3 separate regions of the Mus musculus genome follow, and regions 2 and 3 are each linked to region 1. A link is a contact called in public Hi-C data. All regions are on one chromosome and are shown on one strand. Each heading gives the region's core, a stretch centred on a gene start, on an enhancer-like site or on the middle of the called end of the contact. The rest is flanking DNA. Distances are from core to core; before and after follow the strand shown.

Region 1 (4,300 bases), core at 488-2,987:
ACAAATAAACAAACAAGGGGCTAGAGAGATGGCTCAGAGATTAAAAGCACATGCTGCCCTTCTAGAGGACCCAGGTTCAATTCCCAGCATCTACGTGGCAGCTCACATCTACAACTCCAGTTCCAGGGCTTCTGACACCCACTCCTCCCGCCATATACATATGAAGGCAAAACATTAATGCACTTAAAATAAAGATTTTATGAATCATATATTAAAATATGAATTATTTATAAAGCAAATTATAAAAAATAAGATAAAATATAACAATAATGTAATGTTACATATTATCTAATATAATACAAAAATAAGTAAAATTAAAATAAATTATACATAAAACAAAATAAAAAACAAAAACGCATCACAAGGTGTGGTGGCAAAGGCTTTTAATCCCAGCGCCCAGGAGGTAGAGGCAGGAGGATCTCTATGATTTCAAGGCAATCCCAAAACTACCAAAAAAAAAAAAAAAAAAAGTTGTTTCAAGAAACAAAACAGGCCGGGCGTGGTGGCGCACCGGAGGCAGAGGCAGGCGGATTTCTGAGTTCAAGGCCAGCCTGGTCTATCTACAAAGTGAGTTCCAGGACAGCCAGGGCTATACAGAGAAACCCTGTCTCGAAATACCAAAAAAGAAAAAAAAAAAAAAAAAAAAAAGAAGGAAACAAAACAAAGAGCACCAGCACACCTGGCTTTGAGCCTAGTCCTAAGGAAAATGGAATATGAACTTTCAGAGAGTCCAGAGATTAGGCTCTGGGAACCAGACAGATCAGGGAGAAGTCCGGAGAAGCCAGAGCAGGCAGGATCAGATCCTGCAGGACTTCCATCCAGTACAGATGGCATACATAAGCTGTCAGCTCAGAGGCTGAGAGGTCCCGTCATTGTGCTGCCCTCTTGTTCCCAGGCTTCCAGACCTCTTTCCTGGCACTGATCACTCTGAGTGAGCAGTGCAGGGGCCCGGGTGCCAGCAATTGCACATGGGGGGCGGGGGCGGGACGCGGCGGTCGCACGTGTCCCGGGAGCGTGCATGGGACAGGTGCCGGGCCGCTACTAGCGCTGGGCGCACTGTCCGCCAGGCGGCCCTGGTGTCCAGCTCCCTCCGGTCCCCTTCTCCGGGAAATCTCGGTGAGCGTCCCCAGGTCGCTCACACCTCCGGAGAATTTTCCTTTGGATTCACACGCTTTACTTGCCCCACTAAGGTTGGGAATTCTGGCATTAAAAAAACATAGAAAGGGCGCTGCAAACAGAGGTAGACTGCACTTCTCAGGAACTCGAGGAGTCAGCACATAAACACTGCGTGACCATGCACTTGCAAGCCCGGGAAAGGCCCCCGCGGGGTGCGGTCACCCGGCGGAGTCACGTGACTCTCAGACGGGGTGCGGGAGCGAAGCGAGCACCGCGCAAGCGCAATCCCTTGGCTCCAGTGTACAGATATTTCTTCTTCTGCTTTGGTTGGTCGCACGCAAACACTGTCAACTCCTCCCTGCTCTACAGTCTTCAAGTTCCCTGACATTTACTCCTTCCCCCAGCCCCCCGCCCATTGATGACATCAGTTCGACAGGCGGGTAAGCCAATCAGAACGCTGCGTTCAGGGGCCAGCACGCGGAACCCGTTGCGGCGGGCCAATGGGGAAGGTCGACGGTGGGCGCGCCCCAACCGCCTCCTGCCGGGGAAGCGCCGCTGGCCAAGTGGGCGGCGCTTTCCAGTCAGCATGTGGGCGGGGGAGGGCGGGGCCCGGTCGCCGCAGAGGCGTCGACGCCGCCGCCGTAGACGACGTTCCTCAGTCTTCGAGGTGGGCTCGGCGGCGCAGGCCGGACAGGGAACGCCGGTTGGAGAGCGGCGGCGGTCGGACCGAGGCCGCGGGGCCGTGGGTGGGCGGTAAAGGGGTGCGGGCGAGGCTAGGGCAGGGTGCGGCACCTCGGAGCGGGGTTGGTGGGCAGAGGACTCGGGCTGTGCGGGGTGGGTGCCGGCTCCGCGGGCTTGCACAGAGGCCTGGGCCGGCCGCCGGGCCCCTCGTTCCCGGGCCTGTCGACGACGACGTTCCCGCGGGGACCGCGCTTAAGGAGGACGCGGCGGCGGCGGCCAGGCCGCGGGAGGCCGCGGAGGATGGAGGAGCGGAAGGAGGAGGGCGAGGCGGAGATCCAGGAGCACGGGCCGGAGCATTGGTTCTCCAAGTGGGAGCGGCAGTGCCTGGCCGAGGCCGAGCAGGACGAGCAGTTGTCTCCCGAGCTGCAGGAGGAGGCGGCGGCCGCCGCGCAGCCCGAGCACAAGCAACAGAAGCTGTGGCATCTCTTCCAGAACTCGGCCACGGCCGTGGCTCAGCTCTACAAAGGTGAGGCCGCGCCGCCATCTTGGCGCCGCCCCGGCCTGCGGAGCTGCTCTTCCCCCCGGTTCCCGGCTCGGTCCCCGGGACCTGGCGGCTCCTCGCACCCTGCGGGGATAGCCGGACGACTGGGAGGGGAGGGCCGTGCCGCGGACCCCTGGCCATCTGACCCGCAGGACGGCGACGGAGGAGCTACCCTGGGAGGGGGAAAACTACGATGAAGGATGGGGAGACCCCCGATTTAGAGTACCTCCCGAGGGTCCCCACGTACCGGTCCGGGTGTCCCCGGTCGGATCGTGGGGGTAGGGGAGGAGTCCCTGTCACAAAATGGCGAAGGAGGCGGTGGGGCGGCCCTATTGTGCCCCGAGCCGGCCTCGGGGCGGAGACTGCTAGGGGCGCTTCCCTGAGCCTGCCGGGCGGCGTTCGCCACTCGGGTTGCGCTGTTGTCAGGTTCCCCTTCCTCGACCCAGTAACTCCGGTCTCACGCTCCCTTTGGGATCCCCAAATCCTGAACAAAATGGCGAAACCTAATATGGCCGTTCCGGAGTGAGTGACGCCCAAATAACATTCTCTTCTTTCTCTATGTCCTTGTGTGTGTCTTTTTCCCCCCCCTATTGTTTTTTTTCCCCCCTTTTTGTTTCCAGACCGAGTGTGTCAGCAGCCAGGACTTTCTCTCTGGGTCCCCTTCCAAAACGCAGCCACCGCCGTCACCAACCTCTATAAAGGTAAAGATAACCTTGCTGTCTTGCCAGGGTAGGCGGGGAGGGAGGAAGGGCAGGCCACGTTCCGGTTGACAGCCGATGTTCTGAGTGTGTTTTCTCCTCTCAAGTTCAGCTTCTGCTAACCTTGAATGCCTTGCAACTTGAGAATATCTGTGGTGTTCTAGCTAGATATCCAGAGGCAATTTTTGACACGCCTCCTATTCCTCCCTCGGGGACGTATGACAGTGCCTACGGGACACTTGGTTGTCAATCTTGAGAGGGGGCTGCTGGTTACTCTACAGTGCCTGAGACATCAATCCCCTAGCTCCTACCCTTTAGCAAGGATTTAACGCAGTCTGCAAAGGGCTGAGATTAAAGCTCTGCTGTGGAAGACAAGACAGGTGAGCCTTGTCTGGAAAATGATTCAATAGAAGCAATTACCCAGAGTCTGCAGATTCTTGACTCTGGCCACTGGGAGCATGGCAGTGTAAAAACATTGGAGTTCTTTGAACTCTTGCTGATTGGATTGGAATTATGAATGTTGGCCTGCATCTAGTAAGTTCATCAGATCTTTCCTTTCAAAACTATTTTGTAATTTGTAATTGACTGTAAGTTGGTGGCGTCTGTTAGAAGAGTTTTGAATGGATGGCTTTGTTTTTGGTGTCCTTTTTTTGAGTTCATTTCGGATCTGATGACTGAAGGTGTGTAGGTATAAGGTCTTGCTTGCCATTTTACTGTTGGTAACAATAGGTTTGTGCATTAATATAGCTTTGGGATTTTTCTTCTGATAAAATAATTTGGGATTTGATTGTTAGTATACATGCTGCTATGTGAAAGGCTTTCAAACGTTAAAAACAAACAATCCAGTAATATTGTTATTCCCTGAAATTCCAGTAATGGAATTTCGTTCAGGGAATAACAATTTAGGTTGAAAGGTTATGGGATATCTTCTTGAGTGTCAGATTTTTTTTTTTTTTTTTTGGTTTTTCAAGACAGGGTTTCTCTGTGTAGCCCTGGCTGTCCTAGAACTCACTTTGTAGACCAGGCTGGCCTACTCAGAAATCCGCCTGCCTCTACCTCCCGAGTGCTGGGGAGGTGCCACCACACCTGGCTTGAGTGTCAGATTCTTGATGTCAACATTCTGCTAGAGTTTTAGGGTACATTTAGTAGTTTGAAGGCACAATAATTTTGAGAACTGGTAACTAAAAATGTTAATTTAGGGAATGAGAAACGCAGTCCAGTCTTACTGAAGAAACAAACAGCTTATTGACTTTGTGCTTTTGTG
Region 2 (4,300 bases), core at 487-2,986, 4.8 Mb after region 1:
CATGCACATGTGTGTACACATACTTAAACGCATACGTAGCACATGTGGGTCTACTGAGCTAACCAAGGAAGACTTGTACTAAAGCATTAAGTAATATCCTTATTTGTCGTCTAAGTACAGCCCTGGCCAGTCTCACAATACTATAGGTTTCCTCTTACATGATGTGTCTAGAGTGGTCACAATCAAAGACAAATGATGGCTGGTAGAGGCTAAAGGGAGTAATAGAATAATTCCATGAGTAGTTATCTATTTAAGATAGAAAAAGCCGGGCGTGGTGGCGCACGCCTTTGATCCCAGCACTTGGGAGGCAGAGGTAGGCGGATTTCTGAGTTCGAGGCCAGCCTGGTCTACAGAGTGTGTTCCAGGACAGCCAGGGCTATACAGAGAAACCCTGTCTCAAAAAACCAAAAAAGAAAAAAAAAAAAAAATCCAGAACTGGAGGATACCAGCTGGACAGCAACATGAGTGTAGTTAATGCTACCAAATTCCAAAACCACTTAAGAACAAATGCAATAGAGCTAGGAAATGTCTTGAAGCGTAAAGTGCTTGCCATGCAAACACGAGGACCTGAGTTTGGACCTTCACCATATAAAAACTGAGCATGTCAGCACACAGTAACAGGACCCCACAGCTGTCATCCTGGCACCTGTAACCCCAGCATGGATCTTGTAGGAGAGACAGATTCGGGGGGCCTGCTGGCCAGCCATCTTAGTAAAATACCCAGCTCTAGATTCAACAAGAGAAACACGTTGAAAACTTATTTTAAACATAAGCTACCCAAAAACAACCTCTGGCCTCCACTCATCATATACATATACATATTTGTGTGTGTGTGTAGTGTGTGCATTTCGAAATGATAAACTTGGATAGGTGTATTTTGTCACAGGAAAAAGACCTCAACCTAAACCCCCTGCTTTTTAACCATATACACCTAAATTAGTTTAAACAGCACCAGAACCATAATCTCTATCCAAAAATCTCACGCCCTGACCAACCACAAAACCACATCTCTCCCAGGCTTTTGCCATGACCAGTGAGGAAGGAGGCAGGGAGCCTTTGCAATACAAGGTGTAAGCCCAGAGCTTTCAAGGGAGTGATACCTGAAAACTCCCCATCGATGGCGAAGAAGTCAGCCTCCTCTATGGCCTGGTACACTTTGTGAAGATTAATCTTAAAATCTGCAGAGAAACCAAGAAAAGGCTCAGAACAGGTGGCCTGCCTTCCTGCCCACCAACTAAAGGGAGATGGGAGAAAGGGCCGGAGGAGCTCCCGGGGCATCGGAGAAGCGGAATAAGTGTTCAAGGACCACAAGGGACACCTCCTCCAGGGGTCACTAGATAAAGTATGCACGACTGAAAAGGGCTAGCCCTGAGCAGGTGAGCAGGGAAAAGAAAGGCATGGATGCCAAAGGTGCACGCTTTGCAGAGCGACAAGTCCCACCAGCAGCACCGCTTTTCAGAGGAAGTATTGCCCGGCGGGACTGACTTGTCCCGGGCCCCGCTAAACTCGAGAGGTCTGGGCCTAGCACGCTAGGTGGGCTTGAGGACAGGGATGGGGGTTGTGCGGCGGACACGCACTGCTCCGGATTATCTCCATCCTGCGGCGCAGACGGAACCTTGGCCCCGCCCAGGCTGACGCCGGTCCACGCGCAGAGTTCCGCAGCAAAAGCAGCGTGGGGATGTCGGAGGCCGCCACGAAACAGCACAGGACACTTCCGGAAACAGCGCGCGCCGCTGCGCCTGCGTCAGATCTGTGTCACGTTAGGGGCGGAGCCCGGGCCCTCCGGGCTGCCTAGAAAGGAAAAAGGGGCATTGCTATCAAAGTCTCAAGGCCTGGCCCATATGTTGGAGAAGTTTCCTGTCCTGAACCTGGTTGATCAAGAGACATATGGACTGGTTTCCCCTGGGTCTATAATTCCAGTCTGAGAAGGATGAGGCAGGAGAATTTGCAAATTCGAGGCCAGCTTAGGGAACATAATGAGAGTCTGTCTAAAAATTTTTAAATTAATTTTATATATACAAATATATAATTCTTGCTTAATTTGTGGGGTAAAGTGTTGGAGAAGTATACGTGCGCATTTGTGTGGCGGTCGGTGATCACTAGTAGTAAGCAAAGAAGGACCTCCCGTGGCTGTTCTTGTTCTCCACCTTCCTTGAGACAGGGTCTCTCTCACTGACTGAACTTGTTTCAGCCGGAGTGGCGCCTAAAATGCCAGTCTCTGACTCCCAACACTGGGTTTACAAGATTGCAGGGCTGTGCCTAGCTTTTTTTTCATGGGTGCTGGGGATTTGTCCATGAGTCTGGATGACTCCACAGCAAGTGCTCTTACCCACGGAACCATCTCTATGCCCCATATTGACTGAGTTCCGGTTCTATGCCACTCTGGTAGAAGAGAGACACTGTGATGACAAATCATGGTGGTTGTCCCATTGCAGCGTAAAACTTGGATAAGAAGAAAAAAAAAAAAAAGCCAGGCAGACATCAGACTTGCTACTTGGAAACATGATAGTTGCTATGGAGATAAAGAGCAAAATTCTGCAGCAGAGAGTGTTAGGTAATCAGAAAAGGCAGAGCCATTTTTGGGAGCCTACTTTGTGACCTAACACTCTACAAAAGTGGCAAGTACTCTTAACCTCTGAGCCATCTCTCCAGCCCTACATTCAGCTCACCTCAAAGAGTTTCAGGATTTTGTTAGCCAGCCCCTGCTGGCTTATTCCAGAGATAAAGTGTTCACAGGGGCTAGATAGTTGGCTGTTAACAACTGTAATCTTTCCAATATTTATCCTCCAAAGAGTAAATGAGACCCCGTGTGATGGCTATTCTTGGGTGTCAACTTGACAATATCTGTACTAAGCTACAATTCAGAAATGGAAGGCACACCTGTGAGAGATTTCCTGCTTGATTTACAGTGAGTGAATTCACTTCTAGTCCAGACCTCTGAGGTAGGAAGACATACATGCTTAATCCAGATCTTGAGGCAAGAAGACACACACCTTTAATCTAGATCTTGAGGTAGGAAGACACAACTCTAATCTGGGCCAACCTTCTGCTGGCAGCCTATGTAAGGACCTGGAAGAAGGAAGCGCTTACTCTTTGCCTGCTTACCCTGTAGGAAGTCCATTCCTTCACTGGCATTGAGGCCCTCCTTCCAAAAGACCAACTTAGACATCCAGCCTTGTGAGACTGAACAAGTACTAGAACCTTAGACTTGCTGGTCCCAGCTAGTCATTGTTAGATTATTTCCTCTCATATCTAAATATATACAGTTTGCTTCTTTATTTTAACAGAGTGCATTAGTGAGGGTAACCTAGGGTCACAGAACTTTGGAAATTATTCTCTGTCTCTGTGTGTATGTGTCTCTCTCTGCTTTGCACATCGGGAATGATGATACCTTTACCTGCCCTGGAGCTCGAACATCTCCCCCAGGATGCTGACCTTCAGAAACTTCTGTTAGAGACTAGACCTGATCTTCAGCTGAGATACATCACACAGGTGAGCAGCCTTGGGAAGATAGGCTTAGGACCATAGTTAGGAACTTAGTGTGAACCTTGTGTGATAAACCTCAGCGTAATACAACGTAACTTTCATTACACTAAATACTATGCATATCTATCTCCCTTCTTGCTTAAGACAGAGGCAGGTTGATCTACAGATTGAGTTCCAGGACAACCAGGGGTACACAGAGAAACCCTGTCTACAAACAAACAGGGGAAGTATGGTGGGACACACCTGCAATCCAACCATCTGGAGAGTTCATTTGAATTCAGGACTAAACCTGTTCTACAAAGGTTGTGTCTTATTTATTTATTTATTTATTTATTTATTTATAATATATGTGTGCTCTCCTGCATATGTATCTGCTGCCTGAAGATGGCATCAGATCCCATTACAGATGGTTGTGAGCCACCATGTGGTTGCTGGGAATTGAACTCAAGACCTCTGGAAGAGCTCCCAGTGTTCTTAGCCATCTCACCAGCCCAGGGCTGTGTCTTAATAAGGAAAAATAATCTTAAATGGTAAATTCTGTTATGTATCTGTTATCACAATGAAGAAAAAAAGGTTTCTACCTTTACTAGATCACTCTCTAGAAAGTAAATTCTGCTAGCACAAATCAGTTTTACTCTTTACCAACTTGAAAAGAACACTCTCATTTATTCCTTTAGAGGTGGCTGATCTCAAACTCATTCCATAGCTAAGTCTCCATAGTCTTAAACTTTTTTTTCTTTTTCAAGACAGAGCTTCTCTGTACAACAGTGCCCTGGCAGTCTTAAGAGGACTCACTTTGTAGGCCAGGCTGGCT
Region 3 (4,300 bases), core at 1,294-3,793, 4.0 Mb before region 1:
AGGGAGCCCCAGGGTGGCCTCAGGGAACCCAAAGGATAGCGTCTGTACTGACCGTATCCTGCCTTGGCCTGATTCAGGAAAAGAGGAAACTGGATGCTGTTGTGAAAGTGCTGGGTGAGCACGGTTATCAAGTGGGTGAGGGGTCCCCTGGAGCCTGCTAAGCTTCAGCCTAGGCAGTACCACTCCTCACTCCAACCCAGAACAGCAGGAGGCCAGGCCAGCCAGCAGGACTGGGAGCCCCTTGCCTCTGATTTCACACAGAAACCCAGGCTGAGACCAGGCTTGCTCTTTTATTTTTCCAGTATATTCCAATGAATTATTCTGGGAATGCCCTGCTGGTGGTGCCCAACACCAGTGTTCCCAAGCAGTGGAGTGGGGATGAATCTGGGGTCACTCAAGGCCTCCTAGCAGGGGCAGCTGCTCCTCTAGCCCAGGACCCCAACATGACACACCCGTACTGTCCTCCAAAGGGCAGTATAGAGAAGAATCTGGCCAACTACACAGAGGTGTGTGTGTGTGTGTGTCCCCCCCCCCTCCCCGCCTCTGCCCCCATTAGCACCTGAATCTGAGAATGTGACCCAGAAACACTGCCTGGAGTATGCTACCAACCAGGAGGGTGGGGGAGGGCTAACCATGAGGAACCCCTCACACCTAGGCAGATGCCTCAGGTCAAGGGGAGCTCACAGCTTATTCTTCACTTTGTACCCGGTGACAGGGAGACTCTGCAAGCCCAGAGCACAGAGAACTTACCCATGTCAGTCAGCCTGTTTCCAGGCTGCAGGAAGTCCCTGCTCCTCCTGAAGACAGTTTTCCCTAATCTTGGTAGCCATATATCTCAGTCCATCCCCCTCCAGCCTGCGCCACACTGAGAGAGGGGCCGAGTCTTCCACACGGCCCATTTCCCATGAGACACCTGCCTGCCTGCCCAGCCTGGGGCAAGGACCTGCAAGCAGAGCCACTGGGCTCCAGCAACTGCCATGAATGTGGTTTTACAAGTTTTACCACATCCAACCCAAGAGACAACAGGGCAGATTAAGACTGTTGCAGAGCTGAGCAGTAAGGCACTTCCCTGGGGTGGGGCTGCAGGGGGAGGGGACAGAAGGCAGAGCGTTCAGGCCTCAGAGGCTGACAAGCACTGCTACCTCCAGGGGTAAGCAAATCCAGGCTAAAGGAAGAAGCCTTCCCTCTCTTGCATAGGGACATTGGCCTGGAAGTCTAGCAGGGAGTAGATAAACAGATCGAAGGCTTGGTATCCAGAGCTGGAAGGGCTACAGTCTTCCCAGCCTGGGGAGGTTCTGATCCTGCACCAGGAAGTTAAGCCTTGGTCTCCACTTCCTGGCTTTTCCTACTGAAAATGGGATGGTTCCCACTGGGAAGCCAAGCTCTGGGGTCTCCAACTGGGCACAGAATACTAGACTGGCTCTGGTTGTGACTCACACATGTACCCACACAGCTACAAGCCAGAGAGTCTCATCTCGATACCCACAAGTGGTGAATGTGGGGTTTTGAGTTAGAGGAACAGAGGCATCTTAGTAACACAAAAGACTGGGCACATAATCCTACCGGTCAAGAGAAACCTGGGAGTAGATGAGAGCCAGACTGACCTTCCCATCTTCTGTCTAAAATGCCCTAAAATAAGTGAACCGTATACAGTACACCATCCCAAGATACAGGTTCCTTTGTCAGGCCCGAGGATACCCAGGTCTTCATAAGGATCCCGCCCCGGTGACACCTTTGGAGTGGGCTACACACATACAGACTCTCGTAATTTACTCTGAGGATCCAGCACACCACCCATACACTCCATGACGTATATGAACATACACCGCACCATACCCAGCACGATTACCATCAGCAAACCACCACCTATGTACACGCTGCACACACACACCAAACATGACACAAAGGTATCCTGTATCAGACACGCACTCGAGACGGGCTTTGAGTCCGCACACGCGCCCACATGCCCACAACCTTCGATGTGCCCTGCTGACGCCCAAGCGCGGTGCGTGCGTAAATACAAATCCACATGTACGTGTGCGCACTCCCGCAAACCGCCCACCCGGCACACCGACCCTGAGACCGCTCTCTCCAAGCGACTCCGCCTCCGGCACGGCCCTGGGCGTCTTCCAGGCGGCTGTCTCCTCCTCAGCCGTTACCGGGACCGGGGGGGGGGGGGTGTTGGGGGAGGGTATCCAGTCCTGATAGCGGGGTTTCCGGGGCTCTGGCCTGGCGGTCGGTGATGCCCGCAGCCGGCACCCCGGCACGTGTCCACACCGCCCGCGCCCGTCCCCGGTTCCCCTACGCACCTCGAACTGCCAGTGGGCCGCTTGTAGCAGTTGCTTCGCCTGATCGGCCGCACAGCCCGCCGTCAGCACGAACTGGTTGATCATGACCTGGTGTTTGAGCTCGTCCATGTTCACGGACATGGCGCCGCCGTGCAGCCCGCTCCGGCCTCCCTGCGCGCTAGCCTCACGCGTCCACCATTAGCGAGCCGGCCCCGGCTAATACAAATATTTACTGTGCGCTCTGACTCACCGCGCCTCGCTGCCCCGCGGCCGGCGAAGCATGCTGGGATGTGTAGTCCGCGACGCCCCCGCCGAACGGACCGGGAAGGAGCGTGGACGCCCTCTCCCGAGCGATCTCAGTGGGGCGCGCAGCCCGTGCCCCAGGCTGAGAGGCGAAGTTGCGAACCAGGGACCATTGCACAAGCTTGCCTTATCACTGGGCCCTGGAGGTCCTGTGTGCTGCTGTGCTTAGCATCACAATATTAATAGGCGCGCTCTTAGGGGACTCTCTGATAGCTTTGGTCCTACTCCACTGCCCTAGGCTGAAACACTCCTAAAATCCTGAGACTTAGAAAACGCTCGGTATCGCAGAGCATCTGCCTTTCAAGGCGCTGCTAGAAATCACCACCTCCTGGAAGCATTCCAGAGCTCGCAAGGCATCTTTGCCTAACTCTTGGCCAGTCGTGCAGGAAGAGCGTCTTAAAAAAAAAAAAAAAAAAAAAAAAAAAAAAAAAGACAGCCCCTGCTCCGGAGCCTTGGCGTCCCCTTTCTTTCAACTCCCACTTTCCCACGCAAAAGAAAAACTTCCAGCAGCCTGCTGGCAAAAGGACCGCGCGGAGCACGTACAGAAACGGCCACGACTGCCATTCCCACAATGCCCCGGTTTATTTGCATCTTTCTGTCCCAGTGACGTCACCTGAGTGAGGTCGCGACTGTACCAATGGGCCGTCACGGGGTGTTAGGACCTGGCCATATAAGGTAAACAAAGCTGGCCGCCCAATGAGGCGGCGGCGGGGGCGGGCGCATCACGTGGCGTGGGGGCGGGGTCGGGAGCTGGGTGCGTGATTTCGCAGGCGGTGTTTACAGCCCCGCACATGCCACTTCCGGCTGACGTCGCGGTTGGTAGAGTGGCCGGTCGGACGTGGAAGAGTCGCCCAGAAGCTGGGGGGAGGAGAGGGCTGGCGTTGTCTTCTCGGCTGAGAGACGTTGCCCGGGTTCTTTGCTCTCACTGGCCTCACCTTTGACCTGGCCCCCTGTAGAACCAGCCGGGAGGGGAGGCGTTAGGTCCGAAAGCTTCATTATAGCGACACTGCCCCGAGGAAGTAAGCGCAGGCCTCGGAAGCCAACTGCGGGCTCTTGAGACGTTTTGATACACCTGATCCTTTGTTCTCGCTAGGACCGCTGAGGCCGTAAAGGTGTGGGGCCCAGTTGATACCTAGGGAAATGGAGTTCTATCTTGCCCTTCACTCCTAGGGGCTCTCCGATCGGGTGGCTGGAGGAAGATGGGAAGGAGGTGGGACTGAAAGATCCTTAGATAGGAAGAAAAGGAGGAAGAAACGAGGACGGGGAGCTTGGAAGGCTCTGAGTTATAGCTGCGAGTTTAGTTTATGGGTAGCAGCGGGACTAGTGAGTGTCTCCCTTTCTTAGACGTTTTGCCCATCTGTCCACACGAAGTAAGATTTCAGCCTCTTTGCTGCCTTTTGGAGAAACACTCAGCAGTAGTCTTTGCATATCAACAGTACCCCAATTTTTTTGCTTTTGCTGAGAATATGCCTTTATTTCTAGGAAGCATCATGCATGTGCTTTTGTTTGTTTGTTTTCGAGACAGGGTTTCTCTGTGTAGCCCTGGCTGTCCTGGAACTCACTCTGAACTCAGAAATCCGCCTGCCTCTGCCTCCCAAGTGCTGGGATTAAAGGTGTGTGCCACCACGCCCAACTATGCATGTGCATTATTATAGGCAAAACCAGCACACATGGAGATCACAGTAAAAGGCCGCTCTGATTTCACTGTT

Evidence for each region. Hi-C and Micro-C count contacts between places; a contact is called where the count stands out from the background.
Region 2: a contact with region 1 is called in a Hi-C map of CD8 T cells, with 3 times the contacts expected there. The contact joins the promoter of Parn here to the promoter of 1810013L24Rik in region 1. A contact is called at or near these places in 2 of 484 Hi-C or Micro-C datasets (CD4 T cells and CD8 T cells).
Region 3: a Hi-C map of B cells shows a contact between it and region 1, with 5 read pairs. The contact joins the promoter of Ubald1 here to the promoter of 1810013L24Rik in region 1. A contact is called at or near these places in 2 of 484 Hi-C or Micro-C datasets (B cells and CD4 T cells).

What each region holds. Positions count from the first base shown.
Region 1 is chr16:8,828,363-8,832,662 of GRCm38.p6, forward strand. It overlaps 1810013L24Rik (RIKEN cDNA 1810013L24 gene), which reads left to right and starts at 1,738. Exons shown (of 4, transcript NM_001081400.3): 1 at 1,738-2,323; 2 at 2,959-3,039. The coding sequence starts at 2,098.
Region 2 is chr16:13,666,434-13,670,733 of GRCm38.p6, forward strand. It overlaps Parn (poly(A)-specific ribonuclease (deadenylation nuclease)), which reads right to left and starts at 1,737. Exons shown (of 24, transcript NM_028761.3): 1 at 1,578-1,737; 2 at 1,101-1,178. The coding sequence starts at 1,596.
Region 3 is chr16:4,877,308-4,881,607 of GRCm38.p6, forward strand. It overlaps Ubald1 (UBA-like domain containing 1), which reads right to left and starts at 2,544. Exons shown (of 3, transcript NM_145359.2): 1 at 2,310-2,544. The coding sequence starts at 2,429.